Regions from separate parts of the Mus musculus genome. Here region 2 is linked to region 1. The links are chromatin contacts, called in public promoter capture Hi-C maps. All regions are on one chromosome and are shown on one strand. Each heading gives the region's core, a stretch centred on a gene start, on an enhancer-like site or on the middle of the called end of the contact. The rest is flanking DNA. Distances are from core to core; before and after follow the strand shown. Region 1 holds the start of Zbtb2 (zinc finger and BTB domain containing 2). Region 2 holds the start of Cnksr3 (Cnksr family member 3).

Region 1 (7,126 bases), core at 2,107-4,606:
GTTCCCAGCACCCACAGCAAGTAGCTAACTACTATTCCCTAACTTAAGCTCCAGAGATTTGACACCTCAGACTTCAGTGAGCGCACAAAAAACAAACATAGAGAATTTAAGATGTGGCTCAGCAGGGCAGAGTCGCCTGTGCAAGCCTAATGACCTGAGTTTGATCCTCACAACCCTACAGAGCCCTAAATGTGGATGGACCCGAAGCATTCCTCTGCTTTCCAAACATGGGCTGCAGCACACCCCCATGCATGCCACACAGTATTTTTAAAAGGCATTCATTCCTTAGCATTTCAGTGAGTTCTCACAGATTTGCATGCCCTTAACTACTGCGGCTCTCTGAAGCATAGGGAATTCATCTCGAAGGACAGTGATGTAACCAACCCCTAACTGGTAGGTAGTTCCTAACACTTCTATGATACAGCCAATGAAATAAATATAACAGTCTTAAAATTACTTGGTTTTGTGTCTGCTCTATTTGTGGGGTTTGTTGTTTTTTGTTTTAAGACTGGATCTTGTTCTGTAACCCTGACTGGCCTCAAACCCACAGCAACGCTGCTGCCTCAACCTGACAGCTGATTACAGGTATGTGCCATATTTGGCTAAAATGTATCTTTCCCAACATATGTTTATTATATAACAGAGGGCATGAGACAGGCATGCTAGCATAGCCTTTTGATCCCTGCACTCAGGAAGCAGAAGCAGATCTCTAAGTTCAAGGCCAGCTGGGTCTACACAGTCCATTCCAGGACGTTCAGGACCATACAGAAAGACCCCATCTCAAAGCACTAAAGGGCATGGCATGCCACATACACTCTGAAGTCCAACATGCAAAAGCATACCATTGTCCTAATTTAAGAGGTTACTCAACAGGACACCCTTCATGACATCTAGTGGAAGGCAGCACTGGATTCTAGTCACCTTTATGACCAAGCTCTTCCTGTTAACTTTTCTTACCAATGTCTAAAGGAAATTCTACCTCCAACCTTAGCACACACAATTCACCAAGTTTTCACCAAAACCATGGGTTTAAAGGGTAAGTACTGAACTACTAATTTTTTTGTTCACTGTCCCTGTCACACTGGAACTATTCTCTTCAAAACATGCAAATAAATGCCTGGTTTTATGGCAGTATCTCTGCACAACAGAAACCAAATCTTTAATCTACATACAAGACTCCACAGAATACTCATAACTTTTTTTTCCTGATAAATCCACTCAGATTGTTAGTATTGTTTAAAATAAAACTAGTTTGAGCTCCCAATTTACTAGATGTATTTTCAAAATACCAAATCAGCAATAAACTGACAAGTTTCTATCCAACTTGGGGCAGGCATGACTCTGTGTCAAGCAGACTTCCTAGAGAGGGAAGGAGTGTCCTTGGCATTGTCCTGGCCTGCACTAACTGATCCTTCTCTGCAAGGGCTGCTCTTCCCTAGCCTTCCCATGTGAACGCTTCCACTTAGACACGGTAGGAGAAAACACACGGAGCCCATACAGTCCCCTTAAGCTACTAAGCCACAATGGGGACTAAAAACCCAAATACCCTGCACATCTGGTGAGTCAAGCAGGCTGGCCTATGACTTCAAACTAGCTAGCAGCAAAACAGCCCAGTTCCAATCTGAGCAGCAGCTCCTATGGAGACCAAGATGCTCTAGACAACATATTGCTCCAGCAGGTCCTGAGGGAACAGGGATATGTGCTCTTAGCACAAGTCTTTAGAACCAGAGTAAGAGCTTACCACCAGGTTGTTTCTGTGAAACTGTTACAAAGTGCTGACAAACTATTCCTTAAGACTCAGAGAGATGGTATGTGGTACACCCTTATAATCTAATCCCAGCATCCCAAAGGAAATAGAATTGTGACAAGTTCCAAAGCAGCCAAGAGTTGCATAGCTTTTGACATTCTGTCTCAAAGACGTCCTTCCATCAAACCACCTTCACAAAGAACTCCACAATCTCAACTTGAAAGAACGAAGAACCTAAAAACCTTAACCATGACTCTCTCTACACAACAAATCACATTCATGTTGGTCTCTTTCTAAAGGAAATAGAGCATTCCAGTGTGAAGGACAGCACTGCTGTTTTACTGATAATGCCCTAGAACTCGCAGGTCACGGTCAGGACTCGTTTGTGGACGCAGACGTTTAAGCACTCTACAAGCCATTCATCTAGCTGATCAAAGGCTAGGAAAGTTCAAGGCAGGTATCCACGGGATCTGTTACTCACACTGGGCAACACTACAGCTACACAGATGTTTACATCCTCGAAGAAATTAGTCATCAGTAGGTGTACATACAACTGGATTGCTAAGCACACTCACTCGAGGTTTCTAGGACGCACAGTCAGTGTACAGCATTGTGCTAGGAGTCTGACTTTCAAAACCAAACGGGTTTGGCATCAAGGTCCTTACAGACTTCTGTGCTGGCAAGCCAAGTGTTAGCTGCCAGCACTTATTTACAAACAAGCGTAAAATCTAAGCTATGTAAAGTAAACCACTAACTCAAGCACGCAAAAGGGATAAAACTGTACTACCTGAAGCACAACTTCTAGCAAAAGGGAAACATAAAAGGTCAACTTTAAACCCTTAAGAAGGTTCAATCAGGGCATTCCAATTCCCCCGCCATGTTACCTGTTTCAGAATCTCCCTTTAACACACCCCACAGGATGGCAACTCTTGACTCTACTCCACTAGATCCTCAAGAGACCAAAAGTCAACCAGAGTATCGTCCTGTCCAAATGCACACAGCGCAAAGCACCACAAAGCTTAACGCGCAGGGAAGTATCCCACTCAATCCTAACGGAAACAGCTTAGCCTACAAGTCGCCTATGCAACGCAGCAAGCACCTCGACCTCGCAACACAGGACATGCAACGATAGCTACTTCTGTATGACTTTCAGCCAGCACCGATCAACAACAGCCCAACTCCGTATCTTCGGACGAATAGCTAACCCGGAGCAGTCCAAGGACAAAGGCAGAGAGAGCCAAGAGATGTCAAGCATCTCTTGACAGGAGAACGGGCATGCGTCTCCCTCTGCACCCCTGAAAAGACCGTCTGCAGCGGCAGGACTGGTCCTACCTAAACACTCTGTAAACAAGGGGGCCGGGCCGCCAGCCTCCGGGCCCGGCCGCTGAGAAGTTTCCTCGCCTCAGCTGCACATGGCTTGCAGAACTTTGGCTGGGGCCGCGAGCCCAGGCTGGGTGGAAGCCGCAGCGCCGAGCTGCAGGCGGCGGCAGCAGCGGCGGCGGCGGCGGCGACGGCGGCAGAGCAGCAGGAGGCGGAGGCGGGCGGGCAGGGGGGAGGGGAGCGGCTGGGGGGGCGGAGGGGCTCTTGCCGCCACTGCTCTCTCGCCGCCTCTCCCCCCCGGCGGGAGCCGCTCTCAGCCGCTTTGCACTAGTCGCTCCGCTCTCTCGGTCATGTGACCTTAACGTAACCGGACAGGAAAAGCCCCGCCGCCGCCGCCCGCCGCCGCGCCGGAGACACCGACCGCGGCGGCAGCAGCAAGCAGCAGCAGCAGCAGCAACGCGGGGCAGAGGCGGCGGCGGGGACAGTTAGGCCAGGCCGCCCGGCTCTGCCTCCCCTCTCACGCCCCGCCGCGGCCGCCCGCACCGGCGACAGGTAAGCGCGCACCGCCACCGCGTCCCGGGGCCCACGTGCCGCCCCCGGCCCGGGCTCCGGGAAGCAGCAGGGAGGGGCGGGAGCCGCCGGAGCTCGCAAACGGTTCCGGCAGCGGCCGTGGCAACAAAGGCGACGAATGACTCCCGGTCCCGGGGCTCCCGGCGAAGGCAGGCGGCGGGCCCTAGCGCGCGGGGCGCCGGGGCGGGGGCGGCCCCGGCGGGGCGGGGGCGGCGACGGCGCCAGGCGCCGGGGCCCTAGCCGCCTGACAAAACCATCCAGGCAGCCGGGCGGCGGCGAGTCGCGGCCGCTCCATCCGGGGCTTCGCAGGAGGGGGAGGGGACGGAAGCCGAGAGGGCGGGCGCAAGGGGAGGGGGCGCTCCGCGTTCCGGTCCTAGTCGCCGGTGTCTGCTGCCCGCCGCGGCCAAGGGCGTCCGGAGCGGGCGGCTGCCGGTGAGCGGTCCCGCGCCGGAGCCCCGCCAGGTGGGCCCATCAGGTGCGTACTCGGCCGTCGCCTCCCGCCGGGGTTGTTGTCTTCGCCGCCTCGGCGGCCAGGCCGCGAGCTGCGGAAGTGGGTTTGGGGGAGGGGAGGCAGCAGGGAGGGGGAGGGGAGGGATCCGGTCGGACCGGAGCAGGCCCGGCCTCTCTGGCGCGTCTCCCAGCTGCAGCGGCTCCTACAGCTGCTGTCGCTACTGCTACGGCTCCGCCTCCCGCTCGCGGGCGGGGGCGCGCACGCGCGCTTCCGGCCTCGGGTCTCGCGCTGTCTGAGGCTCTCGCGCGCGCTGCTCCCCTCCCCTCCCCCCTCCCGCCCCTCCACCACGCCCCTGGCGCCGGGGCCGTGGCGCCGGCCGGGGCGGTGCGCGCGCGAGGCGTAGGCGTCGGCATTGTGTTGGGCGCCGCGGGACTCGGGGCGCGGGCGCGCGGGCGCGGGCGCGGGCGCGAGCGTGCGGGGCCTAAGGGAGGGGCGAGCGAGCGAGCGAGCGGCGCGACCAGAGTGCGTTGCTCCCCCTCCCCTGGGCCCCTGGGGCGGACCCGGACGCCGCTCCGCCCGCTCCGCCCCCTCCCTTGCGGGGCGGGGCCAAGGCCTCCTGGGCGGGTCTTCGCTGCCTAGGGCTGCAGCCGGAGCGGTCGCGCCCTCCTCTGCCTGTTGGGCCAGGCTGGGAGAGTCTGTGCCGGGGAGTTAGGGGTTTGGGTTGCTGCAGGCGTTAAGCACAAGCTCCCAGACCGTTCGTTCACAGATCAGAGTGCATGCACAATTGAAAGCTGTGTAGGGTGCAAGCTTTCTGTTGCTTTTAGCTGGTAGTGGGTTATAAAGACTCCTGCAAATTAGATCCCGCAGCCGAGCAGTAAGAGGAAAAAATCTTGTGCCTGACAGGCTATTTGCTGCGAGAACTTCCCACCCAACTTCTCGAACAACTTAATCACACCTCGGGGAGTCTCTCTCCCAGTCAGTATTGTTCTTTCCCACCATCATCATACAATACCTTTGGCCCACTTAGCGCGAGCGCCTAGATTTTATTCATCTTCAGGGTGTATTGTTTTAATAAAATATGGCATAAAGAGAATTGATTTGCCGGGCGTGATGGCGCACGCCTTTGATTCCAGCACTTGGGAGGCAGGGGCAGGCGTATTTCTGAGTTCGAAGCCAGCCTGGTCTACAAAGTGAGTTCCAGGACAGCCAGGGCTACACAGAGAAACCCTGTCTCAAAAAGAGAGAGAGAGAGAGAGAGAGAGAGAGAGAGAGAGAGAGAGAGAGAGAGAGAGAGAGAGAGAGAGAGAGAATGGATTTGAGGCTATCGGAAGGGATGAACTCAATGTGTCTAAATGGTCTGTGTGTCCTTCGTGGTTGACACTGTCGGTATAGACCCTGACCACCAGACCAAGGCATTTGTACAACTAACATTTTATTCTGAGAGTCATGAAATTAGAATACATTTTGCAAGTGTGTTAGTCTTAGAGGCAGGCAGATCTCTGAGTTCGAAGCCAGCTTTGTCTACAGAATGAGTTTCAGGACTACAAACCCTGTTCAAAGAAGAAAAAAACCCTAGGACATTTTAATTCTCATTATTATGGTTTCTTACAAACAGAAAAAAAAATCAAATTTGGGGGTGGGGACATTCATAGTAACAGCTTTAGTTTGGTCAGGATATTTGAGACCTTGATAATTTTTAAGAATGTAAATTTTTTAAAGATTTATTTAATATCACACATAAGTACACTGTAGCTGTCTTCGAACACACCAGAAGAGGGCACCAGATCTCATTACGGGTAGTTGTGAGCCACCATGTGGTTGTGGGATTTGAACTCAGGACCTTCAGAAGACCATTCAGTGTTCTTAACCACTGAGCCATCTCTCCAGCCTGTAAATTCTTTTAAGCATGACATTGTTTCTCATTTAGTAAACTTGGGATTCCATGTTTTTTGTTTTTTCCTAGCTAAGGAACTGGCCAATTGTTGAAAACATCGTATTTTTTTTAAAAAAACAGGTGGAAAGTGTGACAGAAAGACGCACTAGTAGGCATTAGAGACCTTTGTCCCCTGGTTCCTGCCTCCTTGCTCACTTGTAAGAATGTGTCTATAAATGGGGGCAAAACTCCCACCGAAGTACTCCAACATGTCTTAATCATAGAACAACGGCTGGTAGAGGTTTTTTATGTAAAATTATATAACTGTACAGTGACTTCCAGATTTTTCATTTCCCAAGTCCTTTGTGGCGGCTTGAGTAGAATGGTCTTGATAGACTCATCTATTTGAATGCTTAGTCACCAGGGAGTGACACTATCTGTGAGAATTAGGACTGAGAGGTGTGACCTTGCTGGAGTAAATCTGTCACCAGAGATGGGCTTTGAGGTTTCAAAAGTTCATGCCAGGCTCAGGCTCTCTCTGCCTGCAGATCAGGATGTAGCTCTCTGCTCCTCTAGTACCACAGCTGCCTGCCTTAATGATAATGGACTAGACCTGAAGCTGTAAGCAAGCCCACAATGAAATGCTTTCCCTTGTGAGAGTTGCCTGCCTTGGTCATGGTGTCTCTTCACAATAACTGAACAGGGACCAAGAAAACCCTACAAAACTCTTTATTGCAACACACCCTCAGGAGCTGAGCCTTTTCAACCCATGATTTTTGTTTTGGTTTTGTTTGTTTGTTTTTGAGACAGGGTTTCTCTATATAGCCCTGGCTGTCCTGGAACTCACTTTGTAGACCAGGCTGGCTTCGAACTCAGAAATCCGCCTGCCTCTGTCTCCCGAGTGCTGGGATTAAAGGCGTGTGACACCACGCCTGGCACCTTCAACCCATGATTTGAAGTACCTACTGGCTTGCCCCCACCTGTGGAGGTGGGGGTGCTTTCCTGCCTGAGAATTCCTAGAACAGGTAGACAGTGAAGAAAACAGCTTGGCATCAGCTTTAGAGTGGGGACTTCAATTGAAGTGTCCCTGGGTCTTCCATCCCTACCCCCAGTGCCCTTCCCTGTAGATGGTTCAGGATGAGGTAGGAGAGAGAAACTGAGGATT
Region 2 (7,126 bases), core at 2,102-4,601, 2.8 Mb before region 1:
CTCTTCTGAACATGATTTCAAGTAGTGGAGACAGAGGATGAACACTTGCTGGGCTTGTGCAAAGCTCTGGGTTCCTTTCTAAGCACTGGAAAATAAGTTAACAAAAGGAAGCCTGGTGGGCTACGCTGCTAAAAGCTGCTAGTTTGGAGTCTGAGGCAAAGGATCATCAGTTCATGGTTTACATGGGCCACACACCAAGTTCAAGGTCAGCTTGGGCAATTGACTTAGACCCAGCCTGAAAATAGTCCCAAGGAGACTGGACATCCAGGTTTTTGTTTTTGTTTTTGTTTTTGTTTTTGTTTTTGTTTTTTTTTTTTTCCAAGACAGGGTTTCTCTGTGTAGTCCTGGCTGTCCTGGAACTCTCTCTGTAGACCAGGCTGGCCTCAAACCCAGAAATCCACCTGCCTCTGCCTCCCAAGTGCTAGGATTAAAGGCGTGTGCCACCACTGCCCAGCAAGATTTCTGAATGATCAAAAGAATTCAAATAAATAAGGCTGCATTTATTTCAATGAAAAAAAAATGTTTGAGAGCTTTACCGCCTGGATTATCTGATGGGACGCTTGTGTGTTTAGGGAGATAATTTCATTACTGTGGTGTGAAGCATCCAGGCCCATTGGAGCTGAGCAGAGACAAGCTAGTCAGCAGCCGGGGTAATTTCCCTGACTCATCACTTTGCTGCCAGGTGACATCATAGAGAACACTTGCCCCCTCTGGGATATATGTCTGGTGGAACTCGCAGGATTACTTGCTGTCTTGCAAGCTGAAAGAGAAACAACATGAGTCAATTTATACCTGGGAAAGATGAACTGATTCTAAATAGTCTGATTTGGAAAAGGAACACTGTGACAGAGAGACAACCATCAAGAGAAGGGGCCTTAGGTGAGAGGAGAAGCATTTGAAGCAGCTTTTAAATGGAGTGGCCTTTGAATGCTGCCACATTTCTCTCACTATGGGAAGAGTTTTGAACCGGGAAGGGGCTCGAGTCTTTTTACTCGTGTGTTTACTCAGTATTTATAGTAATAACTTTGTCTCTAAAGTGCTTAGGTCCTACTTCTCAACTAATACCAATAAATTTTGAGAGACTCAAATTATTAATGTGAAACTGATTCCCAAACTCGCTGGTCCATGTCCCCTCTATACCCCCTTGGTCTTTGTCTTCTGACTAAAGGTGACAGAAGAAAACCCTTCCTGGCAAAGTCCCATGATATCCAAGAGTCACTAGCTGTGAGATCTTTAATCTTCTTCATACTCAATTCAGTATGGCAGGAGCATTTACAACATATTTTGTTGATTGAATAAATGACCTAAACACGCAAGGCGGCTGGCCAAGAAAAGGAGATGCAAGGAAACACAGAAGACTGGGTTCTTGTATCCACACTGTAACATATCAAATTCAGTCAAAAGCTTTGTCCATTTCCTAATGTTGGAGGAGCCCTGGCAGCATCAAGGCAGAAAGGAGGAAGGGTGCCCCTGCTGAAGAGTGTGGGTACCAAGGAACCACACCACCAGGGACAAGCAGGAAGAAAACTGGCAAGTGTATAACTGATCGCTTTTGCATATACACCAATTTCCATAGCTGCTTATCTAAAAATCCCTCCTCTTTGATGTGCCAAACTTTCTATGTAAAGTTTACATCTGGGCTGGCAGTCAGCACACCCTAGAACTTTCACAGGCTAACAGCTATAATTAAGGTAGAAGGCCTTATTTACATAGCAATTAGCCTGCAGGACTGGAGGAGTAAACATGTTGCTAATTCATTTAGATAGTTAATTGGTCAGAGATTTTTAACTTGGCTTTCTTTGCATATTCTGCTTATGCGCCGAGTATAGATTGTGTTATCTGTGGGATGAAATTCAGCAAACTGGACTCTGGAACTCCAGCTTTTAATGCAACAGATGCAAAGGAACAAGAGAACATTGTCAAACATCAAGGAAAATTCTACAGCGAAAGCATTTGATAGCATTTGCTCCTCTTTGTGATTCCAGGGGTTATGCAGCCAGATTCATCGTCTTTCAACTTCGTTACTACTGTGTCCCCTTTGGAAGGCAGCACTGTTTATAGATGAATTACTTGCTTGGTCATCTAATCATATAGCTATTTTCGAAACTGTAGGCACAGTTCCCACTGTGCAGAGGTCAAGATGGTTAAGGAAAGACAGATGTCAAAGATCATTTCTTAAAAAGAGGGCAGCTACTCTACCAGGAATTTTCTCATGGCCGGTGTCAAGTTTCTGGGTTGGGTAATTACTCTTGGTTAAAAAAAAAAAATCGCTATTTTTGATAGTTGTACCTCTCCATTGCATAGACGAATTGCTCAGGAAGGCTAAGACAGTGTGTACGCTGTACACCCAAAACACTCACTATACAACAGATAGCTGGGTGCTAGCAGTGATTCTCACGTGTAATAGAGAGCAGCTATCCTAACAGAGGAAATATGAACGCAGTGGTTGGTGCAGGGAAAGCAACTGCGGGTATTTACTGAATCAATAAACACTAGCCACTCCCTTACTTCAGAAGATAAGTAGTTGGAAGGGGAAGATCAGATCCAGCTCAATATACCCCAATAACAAGCAGCTTCCTCCTTGGATAGGGTTAATAGTTGCTCAGGGGAAGATGGAAATCAATAACTATAATTGAAAGAAGACTTCACTAGGGCCAAAAGAGTGTCTGCATGTGTGTGGGAGGGAGGTAAACACCGGTTATAGGGTTTTCCCCAGACCCGCGCTCTGCTTCCAAATTGAGGCTTGTAGTACAGAAAGGGCTTTCCTCTCCCTGTCAGAGGCTGAACTAGGCAAGGTTCTCTCTTTTTTTCTTTTCTTTTTTGGCTCGCTGACAACTTTCGCCTCAGGGTTAATGACTAATCTGAATCGAGCGTTAGGTCATTTTGAAAATATGACTATTACATTATGTCAAAACACAACTCAAAGAGCTGCCATTCTGGTGTTATTAAACCGAAGAGTTGATACACTGTAGCGGCCTTGGAGCAGTGGCACACCGCCATCCATTTGTCCAAAACACACACAACTGGCCTACTTTAGGAAACTTAAAAGGCTGAATAGCTAAGGCGAGATTGCGACTCGAAGCTTTTAAAAACGAGAACAGACACATCTCAAACCAACACACAAAGACAAAAAAACCTGTTTACAGGATTCAGCTGCCACTAAGCTGGGACCTCTTCGGAGCCAAGCGGCTCTCCAGGACTCAGGCTGCAGCTCCAGCCCACCCCTTGAAGAGGAAAAGTAGATCCCTGGCGTCCGGAGCTGGGACGTAGGAGGGAAAGAAACCGGAGTCTACGTCATCGCGGCCCCGCCCCTCTCACGTGTTGCTCCCGCTCCGCCCCGCCCCCTCTCTTATTCCGGCAGCGCCGAGCGGAGCAGAAACTTTGCAACCCGAGCGCGCACGCTCCGCTTTTTTCCTCCGCCCGGGCGGCCCGCGACGGTGGCGCAGGAGGTGGGACCCACTGGCGGGAAGGCTCGAGGCGGGGGCGCACGCGGAGTGGGGACCTCGGGGACGGACACCGCTCGCAGGAGCCGCGGAGGGCCAGCCGACCTAGAAGTTCCCGGCCAGAAGAGTCCCACGCCAGGGCAGCCCCGGCCTGGGGTTTGAGGTTGCAACCTGCTCCCGCTGCTGCGGTGGTTGCGGAGAAGCAGCTGTAGCAGAGAGCGGCGTCGGGGGAACTGCATCTGGACAGCGGTAGCTGCGGGGAGCAGCCGTACGGGACATAGCTGTCCCGTGCGCAGAGACCCAGGGCCGCGCTTCCCTCGCAGAAACCGCAGCGCGATGGCCCGCTGACTGCGGCCATGCAGGCTTGAGCGGACTCCCGGCACACGCAGGGGACAACCACGGGCGCAGGCTGCAGGACTCCTGTCGATTGCCTAGCCCAGCGGACAGCGAAGCTGCTTACCATGGAGCCCGTGACCAAGTGGAGCCCCAAACAAGTGGTGGACTGGACTAGAGGTGAGCGAGCCGTGGAGGACCCCCGCGCCCTACAGCCGGGGAGATGGGGCGGGCCAAGAGTTGGGCACTGGAGTGCTCTGCCCCTCCTGCCGGCGACAAAGCAAACTTCTACTGAGCGGCTTGTGCGTCTCTTTCTGGTGCGCCTGCTCCGATCGGTTTCTTTCGGTGGGGGTGCGCGTTGACTGCAGCCGACTGGACACCTATATTTAAGTCAGGGAGCTATGGGATGGCCTTTCCGTGGAAGATTGGCTGGGAATGTGGGGCTTGGGATTTGGCGCCAGGGCACTCTCTCTGCCAGTTCGGGTACGGTGGACTTGCTGCCTGTAGCCAAGCGCAGAGGCACAAGGCGTCTTTGTGTGGGTGACTGCCCCTGGCCCTGGATCTAGTAAAGGCTGCGGGCCCAGAGCAGTTCGCGGGCGTGACCTGGCAGTTGGGCAGGTAGACGAAGGCTCCTGCGGCCAGCCCAGCCTGTTTGTTTGGGTTGGAGAGGGCGAACGGGCTTTCGCGCCTGCGAGGACCCTAGCGCCAGGACTCCCGCAGAGGCAGGGACTCAGCTCTGGAGGCGCCAGGACCCCCAAGGGCGCAGCGTTTTGAGGCCAGTTAAGCACTGAGAGGGAGCCGAGTGTCTGGACTACAGTCTGGTTCTGTACAGTACTCGGGAAGAGGAAACTCAGTGGGTGCTGGACGGTGTAGCAGGAGTGGAAGGGTCCCTGTTACTTTATCTTGTCTCTCCCGTGATTGCTAGGGATAGTTGCTAGAGTTACTCAGCTCTCTTTGACCTCTTTCAATAGTACAAAGTTTACCGAAATCAACCAGTGGAATCTCAGGGGTCCCACCTCCTCACTTCAACATCTGTTTCAAGTTATCCACCCCTGCTCCCAAACCCCCATTGGTCTTCCAGGTGAAGACTTGGCTAAGCACTCTCTCTCCCTTTGTTTTTGTTCGTCTCAGTAGACGTGAGTAGTCAGTGATGCTGGTGTGTTCAGATTATCTTTCAAGCTGCCCTACCCGTCTGTGACAATGGAAACCCCATCCTGTCATTTCTCAAGCCAGTGTCTTATATAGGTCACTGGAAAGGGGCTGTCCAGGTAGTGAAGAGTCTGGTGTATGTCTGATTATCCCTGGCTTCTGGAGGAAAACACAGAATACTGTCTTAGGAAGTAGGTTTTTTCTATCGGCCAGACTTTTCCAGGACTCTCAAAGTAAAGCCATGGGAAAAAGGATGACTACATAGGCCTGAGTGACTCTGGCTGAGTGAGCAGTAAAACATGGTTAGCAGCAGTAGACTTAAGTTATTTTAAGCCCCTTCCCTTAACTTGAAGTGTAACTTGTACTGAAGACGGTACCAGGTGCTCCAGCTAGCTTGCTGAGAGGAAGCAGATGGCTTGCTTGACTACCATGGAGGGGTCCTCAGAGCCTGCTGAGCCAGTAGCTACATTTACTCTCAAGTCCTTGACATGTGGCTGATTGTTATTGCCAGGTACTAGGTATGCAATGCACAGGGTGTCTGGAGACTCAGTGTGAAGAAGGAGTAGAAAATATTAACGATTTTCCTACTTATTACATATCGATGAGATGGTATTTTGAATAAAATATACTACTAAAATTAACTCCAACTGTTTACTTTTTATTTTCTGAATTAGGGCTTCTACGTTTAGTGGTAACATGGCTCAGGCTTATGGCTCATATTCTATCTTTGTTTATGGTACTGTTCTAGTCTCATGAAGAGGTGTCAGAGGATCACGCTGGCTTTCCTGTGGCTCTGCCAGACTTGATAAGGTAACAGAAAAATGGTTAACAGGCACACAGGAGAGAGAGAGAGGCCCTCTCTCCCCTTTGTTTTTTCCTTCATTTCTCTTAGAAGGGAGAAAAATGTTAATTCTCATCCTATTATTGTCATTGATTTAAAAGGAAGAAATGTTAAAACACATTTTGGGGTACCTTTGGCTTTAAGGCTTGGTTGAGGATACTTTCATCTAGGAAAACTCTTGTGCTGCCCTGAACGAGCAGTCGTGGTGGTCGAGCTCAGGACCCCGGATGTTCACTCATTTTAGGTTACATACTGTGATGGCAACATCCAAGATTGGCCTGGATGCTTTGCATTAGAATCTTTAAATACATACATACATACAAGAAGTAGGTAAGTTAAAAGGTGGAAATTATTTGTGTTTCGATCTCCAAATAAATAAATAAGTGTACTTGCTGAACTCTTGAATGGAAGAGGCCATGTTCTTCCAGCTTTCATGACTTATTACGTGAAGGTTTCTTGCTATCATGCTGCATGGGTACTGACCTTGTAATAAGTGGTTGACAGTTGTCTGCTTCGCGGGTTGTTTTTAGCTGTCTCTGCTAGTCTCTCAGCATGGCTCCCACTTTGTAAACTACATCCCCAGGAAAAGCAGCTTGTCCTACACATGTCACCCTTGCCGTTCTGTGACTGTCAGTGTGGCAGTGAGGAGCACTGTCAAAAGCACCAGCTATAATCAGCCACATCTATAGACCGTGCTTATGTCAATATTACAGAGCCATGTCCAGAATGCATGCACGGTGCTGGGTAAACACAACCCATCTGGCTTTTATTATTAACTTTTGGCTACATCATCGAGGGCTTTACCATGACATGAATAGGTGCCTAGTAAATATTAACAGTCTCAGGCACAGAGTTGGGTATTAGGTAAGCATCGGCTCATTTTAATATGTACTATCACCTCTGAGGCAGGAACCGCTATCTCATTCGCCACTTGAGAAAATCAAGGCATGGAGATGCTCAGCCGCTTGGTGAACAGTGTTTGACCAAGGTGCTTAGATGCTGTTTTATACATTTTCCCAGGATTTTCTTCCCAGGGCAATGCGCAGAACACACCAAGAACCTTTGGCACACTTAGGAGTAGGCCCACAGTGTCCTCATGATGTAATTTATTAATATCCTGTGCTGGTGGAGGAGCCATCAGCATACAAGTATGTTATTCTACATGGTCTCAGAAAGAAAACATGAGATGACAGGTATCCTATTTCATTGTACCTGTCCAGCCAAACAACTTGGCTAAAGTTTTTTGTTTTTGTTTTTTTTTTTAAACAAATTTTACAACATGTAGAGGCAGCCCCACAACAGAAAGCCAGTGGGCTAAGCAACTGTGAGTTTTAGTTTTCTCTTGTATAAGAGTGAGGTT

Evidence for each region. Promoter capture Hi-C pulls out the DNA fragments that hold promoters and counts their contacts.
Region 2: a contact with region 1 is called in a promoter capture Hi-C map of pre-B cells, with 2.7 times the contacts expected there. The contact joins the promoter of Cnksr3 here to the promoter of Zbtb2 in region 1. A contact is called at or near these places in 3 of 39 promoter capture datasets (cranial neural crest, liver and pre-B cells) and 1 of 115 datasets of contacts at active chromatin or transcription factors (astrocytes).

Annotation. Positions count from the first base shown.
Region 1 is chr10:4,384,338-4,391,463 of GRCm38.p6, reverse strand. It overlaps Zbtb2 (zinc finger and BTB domain containing 2), which reads left to right and starts at 3,356. Exons shown (of 3, transcript NM_001033466.3): 1 at 3,356-3,619.
Region 2 is chr10:7,208,462-7,215,587 of GRCm38.p6, reverse strand. It overlaps Cnksr3 (Cnksr family member 3), which reads left to right and starts at 3,351. Exons shown (of 13, transcript NM_172546.2): 1 at 3,351-3,956. The coding sequence starts at 3,905.